4 separate regions of the Mus musculus genome follow, and regions 2, 3 and 4 are each linked to region 1. A link is a contact called in public ChIA-PET and capture Hi-C data. All regions are on one chromosome and are shown on one strand. Each heading gives the region's core, a stretch centred on a gene start, on an enhancer-like site or on the middle of the called end of the contact. The rest is flanking DNA. Distances are from core to core; before and after follow the strand shown. Region 1 holds the start of Ccnf (cyclin F). Region 2 holds the start of Tbl3 (transducin (beta)-like 3). Region 3 holds the start of Srrm2 (serine/arginine repetitive matrix 2). Region 4 holds the start of Elob (elongin B).

Region 1 (4,306 bases), core at 871-3,370:
TCAGGATATGAAAGAGTACATCTTCTGGGAGACTCAAGATGGTTAAGTTTCTGGGTCTTCTTTTGATTCTTCGTTTAGTAGGATAACAGAAACACTTGGCACACCTACAATGGATCACTTAAAGGGAAAAAAAATTCACAAGCCTTGGTGAGATAAAAAGTTGCATCTAAAGATGATTTAATCGTTACTGTCCTCTATTCACACAAGAGACTAGTTTTAAAATTAAATAAAGTGTACCATATGAATTACTTAAGATACCACCATTCCCCAGCACTCGGGAGGCAGAGGCAGGTGAATTTCTGAGTTCGAGGCCAGCCTGGTCTACAGAGTGAGTTCCAGGACAGCCAGGGCTATACAGGAAAACCCTGTCTCAAAAAACAAAACAACAAAAAAGATACCACCATTCCTTTTATAGCCAATAAATATTCAGGGAGAATATCAGGTAACATGTAACTTGAATGTTGGAAATTTTCTAATCCAAGATCTACATGACAACCAGAGCTGGAGAAAGCAGTCGACACTGATGAACATTCAGTTTTCCTTGAACTGTACTCAAGAAGGTACTTTTGGGGCCAAGAAACTGCTCAGCAGTGAAGGCTAGCTCACAACCAGTCAGTAAGATCCCTTGGACTTTTGCTATAGCCCAGGCTGGCCTCAAATTCACTAACATTAGCTGAGGTTACCCTTGAACTCCTGATTCCCCTACCTCTACCTGCCAAGTACTGCATTCTAAGTATTAGTCACTATGGCCAGCTTACATTGTTTATATTTGAACATGTGACTATCAGCATATGGTTGACCAAGGGACTTGCATAGCATAGACTGGGAACTCAAATTAGCAGGCCGTTCTGTAGAACATGGAGGCCAGATCCATCCCAGAGCAGCTCTCAGCTTGGCAGATGGTGAGAGCTCCCCAGTCCCCAAACAGAGGGGTCTTCCACACTCAGCTTACAGTGCAAAATCACCCCTTCCTAGCACCGTGGACCCTTTAATACACTCAGTTCCTCATGCTGCAGTGACCCCCAACCATAAAATACCTTCATTGCTACTTCATAACTGTAATTTTGCTACGGTTATGAATCTTAATGTAAATATCTGATATGCAGGATGTCTGATCTGCAACTCCTGTGAAAAGGTCGTGTGACCCCCCCAATGGAGTCGCGCCCACATGTTGAGAACTCAGGCACACAGCAACTGGACCCAGACATGCTCTTCAGATGAGCTCTTCTCCTCCACAGTGGGTTGTTCCAATATTTACTTCAGCAATTCATTCTTCATTCAACGCCTATGGCTTTTTTCCCTATTTCACAAAGGGCCCCCACATTACCCCCCCCCCCCAAGGTCCTGCCTTCCTACTTATAAATGCGCCTATCTTTCTACCTATTTTTCCTCCTCACACTGAGGCAAAAGTGGCTGACCTCGGGCTTTCCATCAGGAGGTCTCTAAGAGACTGTCCACTCCCAAACTCTTCACCTGAGTCTTATTGGAAACCAAATTTACAGCAAAGGCCAAATGTATACCCAGAGAGCTATAATTCCCAAACATTCTAAGAATATTATCATAACAGTTTCTTGACTCGTGTGCTCTAGAGCATGTCTGGAAGTGTTTAACCACTCTAACAAGTGAAATCGCACCCCCAGGTCGTGAGACGTTTTCACGGGGCAGATCCTGTGGCCTCAGCCAACCCTCAGGTGATCAAGCCGCCCACAAGAGTCCGGACAGGGCCTGAGATCGCTCTATATCGTGTGGATTGCCCACGACTTCACAGATAAGTAAAATCGTAGTTTGCTAAGTAGAGAACCTAAATAGCCCTGGGGTAACAGGAGAGGCATAGGCGCCGGGCGGGCATTTAAACCGCGCGGGCGGGCTCGCAGTCGGGGATACGTGCCTACCCCGTGCTTTGGGGGATGCGACGCGCACTCCCGGGTCACAGGGGCCCGAGTCCATGCTCCTCCGGCCTCCGTTCCGTATGACCTATCGCCTACCCGGCTCCCGCCAGCACTCACCACCGCCGCTCCCCATCGCCGAGCTCCCTCCACTGCCGCTTTAGACCGCTCTCAAGCGCGCCCGCGCCTGGGGCAAGTGCACGGAGCGCCTCACGCAGGCGCGGGCCCCACCCCCGCCCCGTTTTCAAACGCGCCGGGAGCTCCTACTGGTAGGACCACAGAGTTACGCCCCCCAGATCACTAGCCTCTCCTGCCCCGCAGGCTCTGGGCATTTGTGATTGGCTACACCAGGACGCGAATTCAAACGCTGGCTGTCTATTGGCTTATCGCTCGTGGTTGACCCGCCTTCTCCGCTGGGCGGGGGACGGAGGAGTTCAGCTGGCGCCGGCGGGCTATCCTAAAAAGCCCGCCCGGAGGCAGAGAGGGCTGGTCTTCTCCCTCCAAGACTTGTCCTACCGTCCGGAGTTGGTCGTGGCTTACTACCTGTCCCTCCCACGCGAGCTTCCGGCCGAGGAGACTGCATTTGGAGGCGCCAACTCCAACACTGATGTGGAAATTGCAGAAGCTGGGCTCCGATGCCGGGCAGCCACAGCCACAGTCACAGTCTGCTGAGCGATGTGTTCACTCGAGTACATGTTCCGTATTCTCATGAGATGATCTGTCGAGAAAAGACAAGTGGTCTCTTGAGGGTGGAGAGCGAGGAATAGGCCCAGGCTTATCCCCACAGCTTGGGTCAGCCTTCATCCCCTCCCCGAAGCCAGCATGCTCACTGTATCTGACCTGTGCTGGAAGCTGGATAGCAAGACCTCTAGTGGGTCTGAGACAGTTAATAGGGAATGGCTGTTCACAGCACAGAATATTAGAGAACCCTAGAGCAAGACTTGGGATTTGCTCCCCATTGCTGCTGATCTCCATGGGGAACCCTCACACTGTCTCTTTTCCGGAAGACTATACTGTTTTCCAATTTGTTACTTTTTCTTTTCTTCGAGACAGGGTTTCTCTGTGTAGCCCTGGCTGACCTGCAACTCACTCTGTAGACCAGGCTGGCCTTGAACTCAGAAATCCGCCTGCCTCTGCCTCCCGAGTGCTGTGATTAAAGGCATGTGGCACCACCACCCAGCTACTTTGTTACTTTTTTATCTTCCTCCTTTTGTACTTTGTTACTTGGGACAGAAGTGCTGTTTTCAGAATTTGCTTTTGGTAGCCTCTGGAAGGTATTAAAAAAACTAAATCTAACAATGAGCAAACCCGCTGTCCATCACATTTCAGAATACATAACAATCTATCTGGTCCCCTGGTTAATCAGAGTTACAAAGTCATCAGTTGATCAGTTGTCTTTTTTTTTTTTTTTGCTCTACCTTGTTTTGTATCCTACTCAATTTCAGTTTCTATTATTTATTGGAGGCGGGTTTTGTTGGTTTTGATAAAGGGTCTCCCAATGCCCTTCAGCTAACAACCTGACACTGCTTAGAGTCATCTGAGGGAGACTCAGTTATGTGATTGCCCATATCAGACTGGTCTGTGGCCATGTCTGTGAGGGATTGGTATGATTGATGACTGAGAGGGTTCAGCCTCTCACCACCTCTGGTGGTGCCATCCCTAGGTAGGTGTGTCTAGGCTATATAAGAAAGCTAGCTGAGCATCAGCCAGACAGCACTGGTCCATGGTCCTGCCTTGGTTGAGCTCCGGCTCTGACTTCCTTCAATGATGGGTTGTGACCTAGAAGTGTAAGACAAATAAATTGTTTTTGGTCCTGTTGTTTGTTAGAACAGAAAGCAAACTAGAAAACCCCACGAAGCCCAGGCTGACCTATAACGTGAGGTCTGTCCTGCTCCAGCTTCCTGACTGTTGGCTTATAGTTAGGTACCACTTCTGTCACGTTTGAATATGTTTGGCCCAGGGAGTGGCACTATTAGAAAGTGTGTTCCTGTTGTAGTCGGTGTGTCACTGTGGTATGGGCTTTAAGACCCCCATCCTAGCTTCCTGGAAGCCAGTGCTAGCAGAATACTGATACAGATGAAGATGTAGAACTCTCAGCTCCTCCTGCACCATGCCTGCCTGGATGCTACCATGTTCCCGTCTTGATGATAATGGACTGAACCTCTGAATCTGTAAGCCAGCCCCAATTAAATGTCCCTATAAGAGTTGTGCTGGTTATGGCATCTGTTCATAGCAGTAAAACCCTAACTAAGACAACTTCACTTGGCCAAAATATTTTTATGTTTTAGGAACCAGGTGTTCTCTTGGCTGTAGATCTGATCATGTCCTGCCTCCTGGTCCTACCACTGTTGAACCCCTATGGCTAAGAGCTACTCCACCAGAGTATGAGGTATATCCATCCCCATTGGGCTTCATGGGAT
Region 2 (4,306 bases), core at 648-3,147, 460 kb after region 1:
GGAAGGGAGGTCCCAGAGCTTACCCACCGCCCCTACCCATCATACTTCATCATCAGGACTGAGGTCAAAGGAGGTAATGTCCTCTTGGTCCTCCTAAAGGAAGAGTGGGCATAGAGAACACCATAAGAATATGCTGCCCTCCCCCAGGGCCTCTCACATCTGCCCAAGTCTGTCCTTACCTGCTCCAGGCTCCGAAGCAAAGCCCCTGAGGCCACATCCAGGATGTTAACTTTGGTACCACAGACACAGAAGAGGTAATGGCCAGTCTGGTCCAGCTAGGGACAAAAGGGGTCTCAGCCAAGGAACTACTCAGTACTCACTAAACCCCCCACCCCCGCTATGCCCCTGGGGATAGTTACCTGTGCTTTCCCACCCTTGTAGAAAGGTTCAATCTTTCGCTCAACAGCATAGCTGGGAAGAGAACAGGATGCTGAGTGATGGCCTAATGTCCTTGCCCCAGTGCCCCCAGACCACTGGGTGCTCTCCCAGAGATGAGACAAATGCTTGCCCTTGCTGAGCGCCCAGGCAGCAGCAGGAACCCGGGGGTGAAAACCAAGCATCTCCGTGGGAGGATGTTTCACATTATGGAGAGGCTGAGATGCATGCCCCAGTGGCTCTCATGGGGTCATCAGACAGGTTGAAGAGATGGGCCTGACTCAAGGTGAAGGAAGCCCAACAGCCCAGGCTTCAGCACTGAGGTCTTTTGGGGGCTCTCTACTAGTTGTGGGAGGCCAGGAATAGTAACATACTCTCAAAGTCTTGACCAGTAGGCCCAGCATGCCACCCCACTCCTCCAGCCTCAGTGTCATTTGGTTTCTCCCGACTAACAGTGACTTCTGGGATCTGACTAAAGCTGCCCTCTTTTCCACTCCCTCTACTGCTTTGGTCCAAGCCGATGAAATTTTCTGGGAGGTAATGGCGGTGGCCATTGCAGTCTCCTCAGTGAGTTTCTTACCAGCGCTTTCATCTCTGTTGTCTAATGACTTCTAAAACAACTGAGGGGTGTCTCTGCAGTGCCTAAACTTCCCCTTCTTTCACACCTCACATGCTTTTGTGACATTACCCTGCCTGGCCCAGAAGGACTTTTGCCTGCCTTCCTTTCTTTCTTTTCTTTTCTTTTTTGTTTGTTTGCTTTTTGAGACAGGGTTTCTCTGTGTAGCCCTGGCTGTCCTGGAACTCACTTTGTAGACCATGCTGGCCTCGAACTCAGAAATCCGCCTGCCTCTGCCTCCCGAGTGCTGGGATTTAAGGCGTGAGCCACCATGCCCAGCTTTGCCTATCTTTCTTAATAGTCAACACCACAGCGTCACTGCTCCTGGCCCAGGCACTATAACAGGTCATTTGCTTCTGCCCTCTATTTGGGCTGGGCTGGGCTTTCCAAATTCAAATGCTCTGCCCTCCAACCTCCTAAGTCCAGTCCGTGGAAGTCTGCCCATCAAAATAAAAGCAGCGTCGGAGACTCTGCAACCAGTTAACCCATCAACAGAGATGCTGTCAGCACCGAGGCTTTTCTTTGCAAGAGCTCCCTTGCCATAATCCATTCCACTCAGTGACAGATGGAAATTAGTTATCTGAAAACTGCACACTATGAATAAAGGCAGAGCCTCTTCCTATCTTAGCACTAAACAGCAGCTGTTCACAGGGGAACTGACTGAGCTCAGGACTCAGAGCCCCCGCTATCACAATGAACACCCCTCCTAAACTCCTGGCTCCCTTTTCCGGTTCCTCCCCATTTCCCTTCGGGTCCGCGCCTCCTCCGAGGACTTACTTGGCTTTGAAGCGGCACAATCCCGCCGCAGTCTCGGCCATGTCCCAGGGCAGCGCCTCCAAGTTCAGCAGCCTTTCTCCCCGCGTGAACCGGCCAGTGTGCTACTCTGTACTTCAAGGCACGCGGTGATGACGTCAGGAGCCGCAACTCCTTGACGCCATCAACATGCGCGCCGGGAGACCGGCTGCTGCCACTGGGAGTGGGAGCCGAAGGCATATCCAGTGTGGATGCTGGCAGCTGGCAGTAGAACGTCTTATTTACTGTTTTCATTTGGGTCTGTTTTCCTTTCCTTTCCTTTTTCCTTTCCTTTCCTTAACTGTCCTGTCCTTTTTTTTTTTTTCTTTTGGTTTTGTTAGACAAGATGTCTTTTACAACAACGGATTGGTGTCTCGGCGGTGCTTAAAGCTTCCCCTATCGCCGGGCGTGGTGGCGCACGCCTTTAATCTCAGCACTGGGGAGATCGAGGCCAGCCTGGTCTACAAAGTGAGCTCCAGGACAGCCAGGGCTATACAGAGAAACCCTGTCTCGAAAAACAAAAACAAAACAAAACAAAACAAAACAAAAAAAGCTTCCCCTATCACATGCTTCTGTAGATCTTGTCCAGGACTTTCGCCTCTGTGCCCCGCCCCCAACCCGATGTGTGTTTGTGTGTGTGTAACTGTCTGTCTGTCTCGCTCTCCTTTCCTCCTTCCCTCCCTCTCCCCCCACTCCCTTTTGTGTTTTTCGAGATACAGATTCTCTGAAGCACTGGTTGTCCTAGAACTCGTTCTATTGAAGATCTGCTTACTTCTACTTCGCGACTGCTGGATTTAAAGGCGTGTCCTTCCGGCTTGTTTTCTTTTCATTAAAAATTAATTTGTAGCCGGGCGTGGTGGCACACGCCTTTAATCCCAGCACTCGGGAGGCAGAGGGAGGCGGATTTCTGAATTCGAGGCCAGCCTGGTCTACAAAGTGAGTTCCAGGACAGCCAGGGCTATACAGAGAAACCCTGTCTCGAAAAACCAAAAAAATAAAAATAATAAATAATAAATAAAAAATAATAATAATTTGCAGGGCTGGAGAGATAGCTCAGTGGTTAAGAGCATTGGCTGCTCTTCCCGAGGTCCTGAGTTCAATTCCCAGCAACCACATGGTGACTGACAGCTGTTTATAATGTGATCTAATGTCCCTTTCTGGCATGCAGATGTATATGTAGATAGAGCACTTTATAAATAAATTTTAAAATTAACTTGCAGGCTGGAGAGGGCTCAGTGGTGAAGAGTGCTGACTGCTTCTCCAGAGATCCTGAGTTCAATTTCCAGGAAACACATGGTAACTCACAAACATACATAATGAGATCTAGTGCCCTCTTCTGTCCTGCAGTCGTACATGCAGGCAGAACACTGGTTACATAAATAAATCTTAAAAAGAAAATTAATTTACACTCAGTAAGCTGAGGTAGGTGGATCTCTGAATTCAGGGTCGGCCTTGTCTATAGCATAAGTTTCAGCACAGCCAAGGCTACACAGAAAAACCCTGTTTCGGGAAAAAAAATGATTAAGGAAGAGTCTGATTATGTATTCAGTTAGTTTTAGGCTGGTCTGGAATTGTGTGATAATCTAGACTGGCTTCAGGCTCAAGCTCTTTCTGTTTCAGCCTCTCTGATACCCTCAAGTTATCATTTAGTGTGTGTGTGTGTGTGTGTGTGTGTGTGTGTGTGTGTGTGTGTGTGTGCGCGCACGCGCGCGCGCCACACATCTGCCCACTCCACATAGTATATGTATAGACAGAGGACCTGGAAATAACTTCTTTCTTCCACTGTGTAGATCCCAGGGATTAAACTCAGATTATCAGGCTTGGCAGCAGTTACTCAGTGAGACATCTCAGACATCTCTCTAGGCCAGTTTGTGTGTGTGTGTATGTGTGTGTGTGTTTCTGAAAACAAGCAACATGGTCTTTTTTTTTTTTTTTTTTGGTTTTTCGAGACAGGGTTTCTGTGTGTGGCCCTGGAACTCACTCTGTAGACCAGACTGGCCTCGAACTCAGAAATTCGCCTGCCTCTGCCTCCCAAATGCCCGGCGCGCAACATGGTCTTTATTGGCCTGGTTGACTTGAAACAATCTAGCCCAGGCTGGCTTTGAACTCACAGAGATTCCCCCTGCCTCTGAATCATGAGTGCTGGAATTAAAGGCATGTGCTATTACCACCCTCCTTCCAGGCCTTTTTATCTTAACATGGATTTTTAAAGTGCTTTTGGCCTAGGCATGGTTGGAGATACCTTTAATCCCAGTACTCAGGAGGCAGAGGCAAACAGATCTCTGAATTCAAGACTGGCTTGGTCTACTTAATGAATATCAAGTCACCCAAGACTCTGTAGTGAAAACCTGTCTCAAATAAACCATTTTCTTTTATTAAATGCTTCTGGAAATGTTTACATTTGCCCCTTAGCAGGTATGGTCAATATGTAACAGTCCTGAAAGATGTAACCATCTAGGGGTCTTGATTAGACTCATTTTCTCTGCCAATAAAAGAATTAAAAGGCAGGGGAAAGAAACTCAA
Region 3 (4,306 bases), core at 1,250-3,749, 450 kb before region 1:
TGTTAGTCCTACATTCCTGCTGCTATTATTGTTGAGAAAGGGTTAACCCAGAGCTCAGGCTGGCCTTGAACTCACAGGGATCTTTCTGTCTCAATCTCTTGAGTCCTGGGATTACAGACATGTGCCAGCATGCCCAGCTTTCAATGTTAATTTGATTTTGAAAGTCTCATTGTGGGCATATAAAGGAACTCACTGTTGTCGTGGAAAAGGAGCATTTTCCCCGAGGGGTGGTCACAAACATTTAATACACTAATTCAGACACAAAATAGGAGCAATCTAGAAATGATACAATTGGGCTGGTGAGATGGCTCCGTGGGTAAGAGCACTGATTGCTCTTTCGAAGGTCCTGAGTTCAAATCCCAGCAACCACATGGTGGCTCACAACCATCCGTAATGAAATCTGACACCCTCTTCTGGTGTTTCTACAGTATACTTACATACAATTATAAATAAATTAAAAAAAAAGAAATGATACAATCTTTAAAGAAGCCACTACCCTTTACTTTCAACCTAAAATACCTTAGCTCCAAAGATGTGCCCAGCTTATGGAACTATAGAAGTGTTGGAGACTTGAAGGTAGAAATGGGACTGAGATTCCTACACAGATGGTGGCTTTCACAATCTTGGAATTCTAATACCTGAGTATATCCTTTTGTTGGTAAATTGAAAAGAAACAACAATACGAGATCTAATTTCTCATACTCATCTGTTAAGGCCACCTGGCATTATCTTGAAGGCTACAAGGTCAGCTTCCTACAGCTCTGCTTCCTGGGGGACTACTTTTTTTTCCTCGTGTCTTTTTATTTATTTATTATTAGATATTTTCTTTATATACATTTCAAATGCTGTCCCGAAAGTTCCCTATCCCCCCCCCCCCCCCCCCGGGGAAGACTACCTTTTAATCAGCCCTGGAAAAAGGACTTTTAAAAATTAATGGGAGTAGGCTGGAGGGACGGCTCAGTGAGACCTTAGAATTGTTCATTCAGAGGAGCTAAGTTTGGCTCCAGCACCCACCTAAGCTGCCTCCCAAGCCCCTTAACCGTATCTTTGGGGGATCTGACCTCTGACCTCTATAGGCACTGCACGCATGTGCACCTTCAACAGACAAACATGCGTATATTTGTTAACACACTAAGTTAAAAGAAGGAGGAGGGGAAGACGAAGATGAAAAGGAAGACGAAGAAATATGATGAGCAGGGAGTGCTGAAAGACTCCGAGAGGAGCCCCTCGCTCAGGCCTCAGGACAATATCGGACACCCAAGAACTCATGACAGACCGAGCTTGTTGCAAACCACATGAGGCTTTATTTGGGGAAAGCCAGAGCTCTGGGGACAACTCATATCCCACGCAGGGGTAGAGGAGTCGTCCTCGAGGGGAAAGAGTTTCCAGTTTTTATAGGCCCTCAGGGGGGAAAGGAGAAGGGGGAGATTAGGGGATTTCCAGATCTAAACAATGTCTATTCTCAAGAAATGGGTATGGAGGGGTACAAGGAGAGTCTAATGAAGGTGCAGCAATGAGCACACACCTGGTCAGAACATTGGCAGACACACAGGTTCAAGGAGTGGCCAGAGCATTGTGCACCTCTATTTTTCTAAATCAGTGAAGCTAGTTCTGCTAACACTGACGTCTATCTTGCCAATTTCAGGGCTTCTGTGTCCTTTTACATTCTGCCAGGATCTTTCAGTGCCTCAGTGGTGGGGCCCTTGCTACCGAGTGAGAGGCACTGGGACAAACTCCCGGAACCGTGCTATAGGGCCAGGAAATGGAACTGCATTCTCACATTCCTCCACTTACATGGCATAGTCTCTATAGGCGAAAAGTAATCACTTAGTCTCTTTGCCCAAAGGTAAGAGAAAGTATTTTTTAGTGGTCTGCAAGCCCCACTTCAGATAGGACTACAGAGGTGGAAACTGTGGAAAGCACCGGATACTGGGCCAGAAGCCGGGTTCAAGTGGCTCCAGAGCTGTCAGGTGGCTTGACTCTGAAGCACCTCTTCCTGCGAAGAAGACTCGGTGCTGTGGGGCCTCGTACACATTAAAGAAAACCATGGTCACAGTGACTAGGTAAAGCTGCTGAGCCACTGCCACCCAACACGGTCACATAAAATGGCGACCCTGCCTAGCGGAGGAGTCTTACGCGTTTTCTCTCTAAAACCGAACTACAGCTCCCAGAACTCTGTGCGCGGAAGGCGTGCGTCTGAGCTACTCCCGGGTGTTGTGGGTTGCGGCCCCCGCGCCCCTCCCCCCTCCTACAGAAGTTTTTTTTCAGCCGACCTTGCAGCTTCGGTACGGAGCCACGCCTTTCCCCGCAGTGCCCGACGGGACTCGGGGTTTTTCGACTTTTCAGTAGCACGTCCCTTCGCCTAAGGTCCTCCTTGTGGCTTCAACGCCTGCGCACGACGCACTACGGTTCCCAGAGGGCCCAGCGGCTCTCATGATTGCGTGCTGACGCACTAGGTCGTGCTGACGCGCAACGCTGCCCAGGCGGGGTGCGAGTGGCGCAGTCGAAGCCCGCTGCGGCCCCTGAGGAAGCGAGGAGGCGGCGGCGGCGGCGGCTGAGGCGGGCGGACCGACGAGGCGGCGGCTTCAGGCTCCGAGGGATACGAAAACTTAAGCAGCAGCTGCGGCGGGACCTCCCTGTTTGACAGTCGGCGGCCGGAGGCGGCGGCGGCGGGTGAGAGAAAGGGAGCGCGCTAGCCGGGTGGGGGAGGGGCGGCGGGCTGGGCCGGAGGCTAGAGCGCGGGGAGAACGGCCCAGGCCGCCGCGCGCACGCGTGCTCGTCGCCTCGGCCGGCGCGGTCGCCTTCCCTTCCTCCCCTCCCCCTCCCGCGGTTCCTGGGACGCGCGGCCTTCAACTCCTCCGCCCCTCCCCCACACGGCCGCGGCGCGCGCGGCCGCCTGGTCTCGTCCGCGCGCCCCCGGTGAGACAGCATTGCGCGAGGCTCTGCTTCTCTCCTTTGCTCTACCTGGGGCTGAGGAGGCCGTCGTTCCGCGGTCGTCCTCTTCGGTCTTTTAGGGGGCGGGGAGAGGGCGGCAGCGGAGGTACTTGTCCCCCGCCCGAGCTTCGGACCTGCTGGTACCTCTCCTCGATCGGCTCCGGCGTGGGTCCACGGGCCCTGCTAGGGGCCTGAGAAACGGCCAGAGCCGCCCAGACCGCGGGGCGCCGCGTGGCCCCCTCCCCCCTCCTCGAGGCCGAAAATAAGCTGGGCTGCCCAGTGGGCGGCGGGAGGAGGCCTTGAACTTTCGGAGGCCAGGATTTAAACCGTTCGTCCTCGTTAGTATCAGAGGCTGTGAGTGTGTGCGTGGGGGTGGGGGATCCCCAAGTCTTAAAAAGTGAGGATAATAAAACCGCGAAAGTATTCAGCCTGCGTGTATAAGGAAGACCAATGTGCTCCTTTCAACCCTGTTATTTTATTTCTTTTTTACGGTTTGGTTTTATGAGCTAGGGCCTCTAAATAGTCTTGGTTGGTCTGGCACTAACCGTGTAGATCAGGCTAGCATTGAACTCAAGAAATCTGCCTGCCTCTGTGGGATCAAAGGCATGAGACACCATGTCTGGCTCCTACCCTGGTTTTTGTTTTTTGTTTTTTTTTTCCCCGGAGACAGGGTTTCTCTGGCTGTCCTGGAACTCACTCTGTAGACCAGGCTGGCCTCGAACTCAGAAATCCGTCTGCCTCTGCCTCCACACCCGGCTCCTACCCTGTTTTTAAAAAGGTCTCCTCAAATATTAAAGCTAAGCCTTTTAGAGCTTTTCGATGGGGAAAAAATTCTTGACTTAATAGCCTGGCTTCAGTCAGCCATTACTTGGTGATGACGTTCTTCCTTGCTGTTTCCATCTTACAGTTCTTTTAAGATGTCTCTTAATTGTGGATTCAAAAGGAAACTATTGCCTTTTTCCGTGGGAGTGGGGCCTAGGCCTGGATGTATACTGTAGCTTGTATGTTTCATGGTGCCTATGCAGTCAGTAGTGTCTCAGCTCTGAGTTCTCTGTATTTTTTACTCAGCGTCCTTTTCCTTGATCATTGCTGTTCTCTCGGTCGCTGTTTCTTGAATATCTTAGTTTGCTAATTTTCTACCTCTTTGTATTTTGGCATTCTGATAAGTTTTCCTCCCTTGCCGGCAATTTGTTCTTGGAGAGGCTTGCATGCTTTGGGCTCCTGTTTTAAATACTTCCTGGTTTTGGTAGTTGTGGTTTCCCTTTTAGTGTTTCAAGCATTGTTTTTGGCTGCTGGTATGTAAGTCCCCCCTCCCCCTTTAGCTCGTCTCTGAAAATTCTCCAAAACTGTGACTCTAATACTTTTTGCTTAG
Region 4 (4,306 bases), core at 838-3,337, 420 kb before region 1:
TCAGGTGGAATAAGGCCATGGACTCAATAAATCCTGTTAAAAATGTGGGTGGTACCAGGAACCTACAAGTTACCTTTAATTTCCACACCTCTTGTTTATGTTTCAAGTTTTAAAAATTATGTGTATGGGCCCTTTGCATGTAAGTCTGCTCCAAGTACATGCCTGGTGCTCAAGAACACTAAAGAAGGCTTCAGTCCCCTGATGTACAATTACACTTCTGACCTAGAATGGAACCCAACTCCTCTGGAAGAGCTACCCTTAAATTGCTGAGCTATGTCTCCAGTCCCTATGCTTTGTTTTTTAACAAGGAAACAAATACTTCATGATCTTTGTGGACTGAAAAGGTATTCCCTAAAAGCTCAGAGGAGCAGTATAGGCTTCCAAAGTTGTTGTTCTTTGGATGTTACCAGATGCTAGCTACCATCCATCCAGGTTAGCCATCTTACCTGCTCGGAAGGCCAGGCCCACTGTGGCTGGGGCCTGTGGCCGTGCTGTCTGGCTAGTGAAGCCACACTCGCCCAGAGTTTTGCCATCATCAAGGAGCTGGTCATCCTGAAGAGAGAAGCAGGGTTTAGGGAGAGGTCCTAAGGTCCCAAAGACAGCCAACTTAGGTGAGGAACTTAGGAAGAGGCATCCCTAAGTATAAAACACATATTCCAGGACTATATCCAAGAATTTCCAGCTCTGACTGCACTGATGGCTTACAGCAGCTAAAAGCTCTGGCAGAGACTTCCAAGGGCATTTTCTAGCACCCATATAGATTGGTTCACAATTCCACTTCCATGAGATCTGATCCCTTTGGCCTCCAGAGCACCTGAGCACCTGGACTGTATGAGAGCAGGTATCACACACACAAAAATAAAACTCACAGGCCTCTGAATTCTGGCTTTTCCAAGCTCTCTAGATATATCTAATTCAAAAGGTAGTTGGAATTTTTTTTTTTTTTGAGAAAATATCTCAAACAGTATTTTGTTCTTGAAATTCTGATCCTCCTACATCTAGCTCCCAAACAGGATTATTGCCCAGTTTTTTCCGCCTGGTGATCTAACCTAGGCTTTCATACAGGTTATGTTAACACTAAACACAGCTGCACCCCTGAGTCCTATCAAGTTTTTCTCTCCACTCCCCACCTTTCTTTTAAAAATCAACCTTAACCTTAAAACGGGAATTATGAGGAGCATAGAAAGCAGCACTAAAAACACTATGTGGTTCCTAGACCAGCAGAGGGTCTTTCAAGAAAAAGATCAGTGGGTATCAGTGAGAAAAGCCCTTTAGAGACATGAATCCAGGCTCTAATCTGGAGTTACAGCTGGAATTAGCTCAATGTATTTAGATTACTGGCACGCTTCTGGGAAGCCTGACTCGGGATTGGGGCATGAGGACCCAACTCCGCAGGCTAGCTTATTCAAAACTGGAGCTGGCTTCTGGAGGTGAGCTTGAATGCCAAGTGTTTCTAGAACATCAGAAGACTGGCGAGGGTAAACACTGGCTGGGTGAATCACTGGTGGGATCTTGACCTATCTTCTAAACAACACTTGCATTCCTCGAGTTCCACCCCACCCTGTGACAGTGGGATTCCGGTGGGCTCCCGACAGGCCGAAGGTGGCTAGCCAGGAACAAACCCTGGCTCTGCCACGACCTTCGGCTGCGTAAGATTATCGAGGCCTCGGTTTCCCCAACCGCTGAGCAAGACGGCCTGGCAGGGCGGGGCGGCTGCCGGGAGACCTGATGCTGCCGGCTCTTCAGCACGATCAAGAGACCTCCTTGTTAAGTGTCCTGTCTGGACCCCCGCGCGCGCAACCGCCACGCCCGCTCGTCGCACCTTGTAAAGCCGCTGCTCCTCTGGCGGCCGCTTGAGGATGCCCTCGACGATGCGCTTCAGTTCGAACACGGTGCTCGACTCCTTGGCGTCCGTAAAGATGGTGGTCTTGTGGCGCCGGATCATGAGAAACACGTCCTGAGGACGGCGGGCCCGCGTCAGCGCTAGCCCGCGGCCCCCGGCGTGGCCCCGGAGCCCCCGCCGCCCCCGGCCCCGCGCCCCTCCCCCCCGCGCCCGCTCACCATCCCGGCGGCTGCTTCTGGCTCGACGCGCCGGCGCGGCCGCGCTCCGCCCCTTCCCGGCAGCCCAAGCGCGACCCAGCGTGCTCTGCGCGGCCCCGCCCGCCCCGCCCCCTATCCTGCAGCCCCTCCCACGCCGTTGCGGCCATCTTAAGCGATCCGGAAGCCACTTCCTGTGCTTGGCCGCCATCTCGGTGTCTGGGTTATAGGTGGTTATATATTGAGCCCGTCTCGGATCCGTGGTGCAAGCTGGGCTTGCTTTGGGGCGTAGAGAGTGAGTCACGGAGAGCTACTCATGCATATCTGCCATGAACAATTTTATATGAGTGTTTTATCTGCATTTATGCCTATGCAACTGTTACATGCAATGCTTGGGAAGGCCAGAAGAGGGCCGTCGGGTCCTCTGGTCGTGTGGGGTGCAGGAAATCGAACCTAGCTAACTCCTCGAAGAACAGCCAGTCCTCATAATCATCGAGCCATCTCTCCAGCCCACGTTTATTTATGGGTCAAGCTCTTGCAGGGAATGTGAGGGGTAACTTTACAGCCATTTTGAGACGATGTACAATTTTGGATCTAAGATCACCACTGTGTATTCTCCTCATCCAGCTCTAGGCTTGGGTCTAAGGGTTTGTTAAATCCAATTCAGCCATGCTTTGTGGCCTCTTAGGAGCTAGAGAAACTATTGCTCTTCGAGACTTCTGCTGTAGTTATTAGGGTCCACTCTAGCTAGACTTGGCCACCTGGTCCCAGTACACCAACTAAAAAGTGTTAATAGTGAAAAGCATTGATAGGTTTACTTAATGTGGCCATAAGAAGAGGTCCAGTGACTTTCCCAAGTCGACTGTGGAGTTTGTTTAAACTGAAATGGAACAAATGAGTAGTGTTAGGCAAGGTATGGCCCATCATTTGACTGTCCTACAAGATGGCCTGATGAGCTGTGACATCTGTTTCAGGTCAAACCCTTCCTTATTCCAACATGAGATTCCTGGGGAAATCCTGATTACTTGGAGACCATTGTTTTTAACAGCCTTGAGAAGGCTAGGCTGACTTCACGACAGACTTCAAATTGGCAGTTAAGGACACTAGGCCTAAAAACTGGGCAAGTCCAGGGAAGTCAATTGATGATTTAAAAAAACAAAACAAAACAAAACCCTAGGCTCCAGCCTTCATGTCCAGGTAATGGACTGTCCCAACTACCTCGTCTGATGCAAGGACAGTGGGTCAGCAGCAGTTTCCAGACATCCTCAGCTACTTAGTAACAGTTCCCAGACCTCCCCAGCAAGTTTCTAGTCCCCACACCATGTTAATAGAATTCTGTAGAGATGTGCACAACAGATTAACATAGAGGTCACCTACACTGGAATTCTCTAATGTGCTTTAAATCAGGCCTGAAAGCTCACTTGGGTGTCTCTATCTTGGTAATAGGAGACCCCAGCATGCTGGACTTGTGCAGCTTAAAACATTCTTTGCATTTACATACTATTTGAGTCTGGGGTATCATTCTTTGGAGAATCATGTATCCTTACAGACTGATAGTCAAAGAGGGGTGGGGAACAAAAGGACAGTGGCTCTTTGGATTATCTTCATTCCTTTTACTATCTCTGGTACATTTCCTGGGACTGAAGAAGACAGGATATTGTCCTCTCCCTCCAGGAACCTGGGTCAACAGCTCACCTTCCGTCCTAGATTCAGTTCCCAGAAAGGTCTGTAGGCTTGATTTTTCAGACCCTTCGAACACTGATTTGTGCCATCCTAAATTATAAGACCAAAGGCCCTCTCAGCTTCTCTGCCAGTGGTGGGCAACCATCAGAGTTTCAGACAAGGCTAATGGGTGGCCCTAAGTTGTAGGATCTGGGAGAATTGTCTGTCTGAGCTTGTTAGGGAAATAGGAACAAAGTGCTAACTAGCTCTGTTTGGAGCAAGTTTTCCTGATACTCTTAAGCCAGGCTGGCCTTGAACTCAGTAGCCACCATACCTACCTAGAGTGAGCTTTCCTCATTTTAATCATATTACAATACTAAATTCTCTGCTAGAGACATTCCCACCCTATTTAAACATTTTTATTTTTAATTATATGTTTGTGTGGGGTCTGTACATGTGAGTGTCGTGCCTGGGAGGCCAGGGGTTCCCTGTAGCTGGAGTTACAGGTGGTTGTGGACTGACGGCCATGGGTGGTAGGAATTGAACTCAGGTCCTCTGCAGAGCAGTATGTACTGTTTTAACCAATGGGTTCCTACTTAATTATTTT

The links. ChIA-PET counts read pairs in DNA pulled down with a chosen protein or histone mark. Capture Hi-C pulls out chosen DNA fragments and counts their contacts.
Region 2: an RNA polymerase II ChIA-PET map of memory CD8 T cells shows a contact between it and region 1, with 49 read pairs. The contact joins the promoter of Tbl3 here to the promoter of Ccnf in region 1. A contact is called at or near these places in 3 of 115 datasets of contacts at active chromatin or transcription factors (bone marrow-derived macrophages, memory CD8 T cells and pancreatic cancer cells).
Region 3: an RNA polymerase II ChIA-PET map of memory CD8 T cells shows a contact between it and region 1, with 33 read pairs. The contact joins the promoter of Srrm2 here to the promoter of Ccnf in region 1. A contact is called at or near these places in 2 of 39 promoter capture datasets (cranial neural crest and neural stem cells), 1 of 484 Hi-C or Micro-C datasets (embryonic stem cells), 1 of 115 datasets of contacts at active chromatin or transcription factors (memory CD8 T cells) and 1 of 9 other capture datasets (liver).
Region 4: a capture Hi-C map of embryonic stem cells shows a contact between it and region 1, with 2.9 times the contacts expected there. The contact joins the promoter of Elob here to the promoter of Ccnf in region 1. A contact is called at or near these places in 1 of 39 promoter capture datasets (neural stem cells), 1 of 484 Hi-C or Micro-C datasets (embryonic stem cells), 2 of 115 datasets of contacts at active chromatin or transcription factors (pancreatic cancer cells and pro-B cells) and 1 of 9 other capture datasets (embryonic stem cells).

Annotation. Positions count from the first base shown.
Region 1 is chr17:24,249,289-24,253,594 of GRCm38.p6, forward strand. It overlaps Ccnf (cyclin F), which reads right to left and starts at 2,121. Exons shown (of 17, transcript NM_007634.4): 1 at 2,007-2,121; 2 at 1-117. The coding sequence starts at 2,022.
Region 2 is chr17:24,705,756-24,710,061 of GRCm38.p6, forward strand. It overlaps Tbl3 (transducin (beta)-like 3), which reads right to left and starts at 1,898. Exons shown (of 22, transcript NM_145396.4): 1 at 1,769-1,898; 2 at 360-411; 3 at 180-275; 4 at 46-93. The coding sequence starts at 1,809.
Region 3 is chr17:23,800,726-23,805,031 of GRCm38.p6, forward strand. It overlaps Srrm2 (serine/arginine repetitive matrix 2), which reads left to right and starts at 2,500. Exons shown (of 15, transcript NM_001368687.1): 1 at 2,500-2,673. Gm52285 (a long non-coding RNA gene) reads right to left here and starts at 3,047. Exons shown (of 2, transcript XR_003952234.1): 1 at 2,965-3,047.
Region 4 is chr17:23,827,022-23,831,327 of GRCm38.p6, forward strand. It overlaps Elob (elongin B), which reads right to left and starts at 2,088. Exons shown (of 4, transcript NM_026305.2): 1 at 2,062-2,088; 2 at 1,823-1,957; 3 at 447-552. The coding sequence starts at 2,064.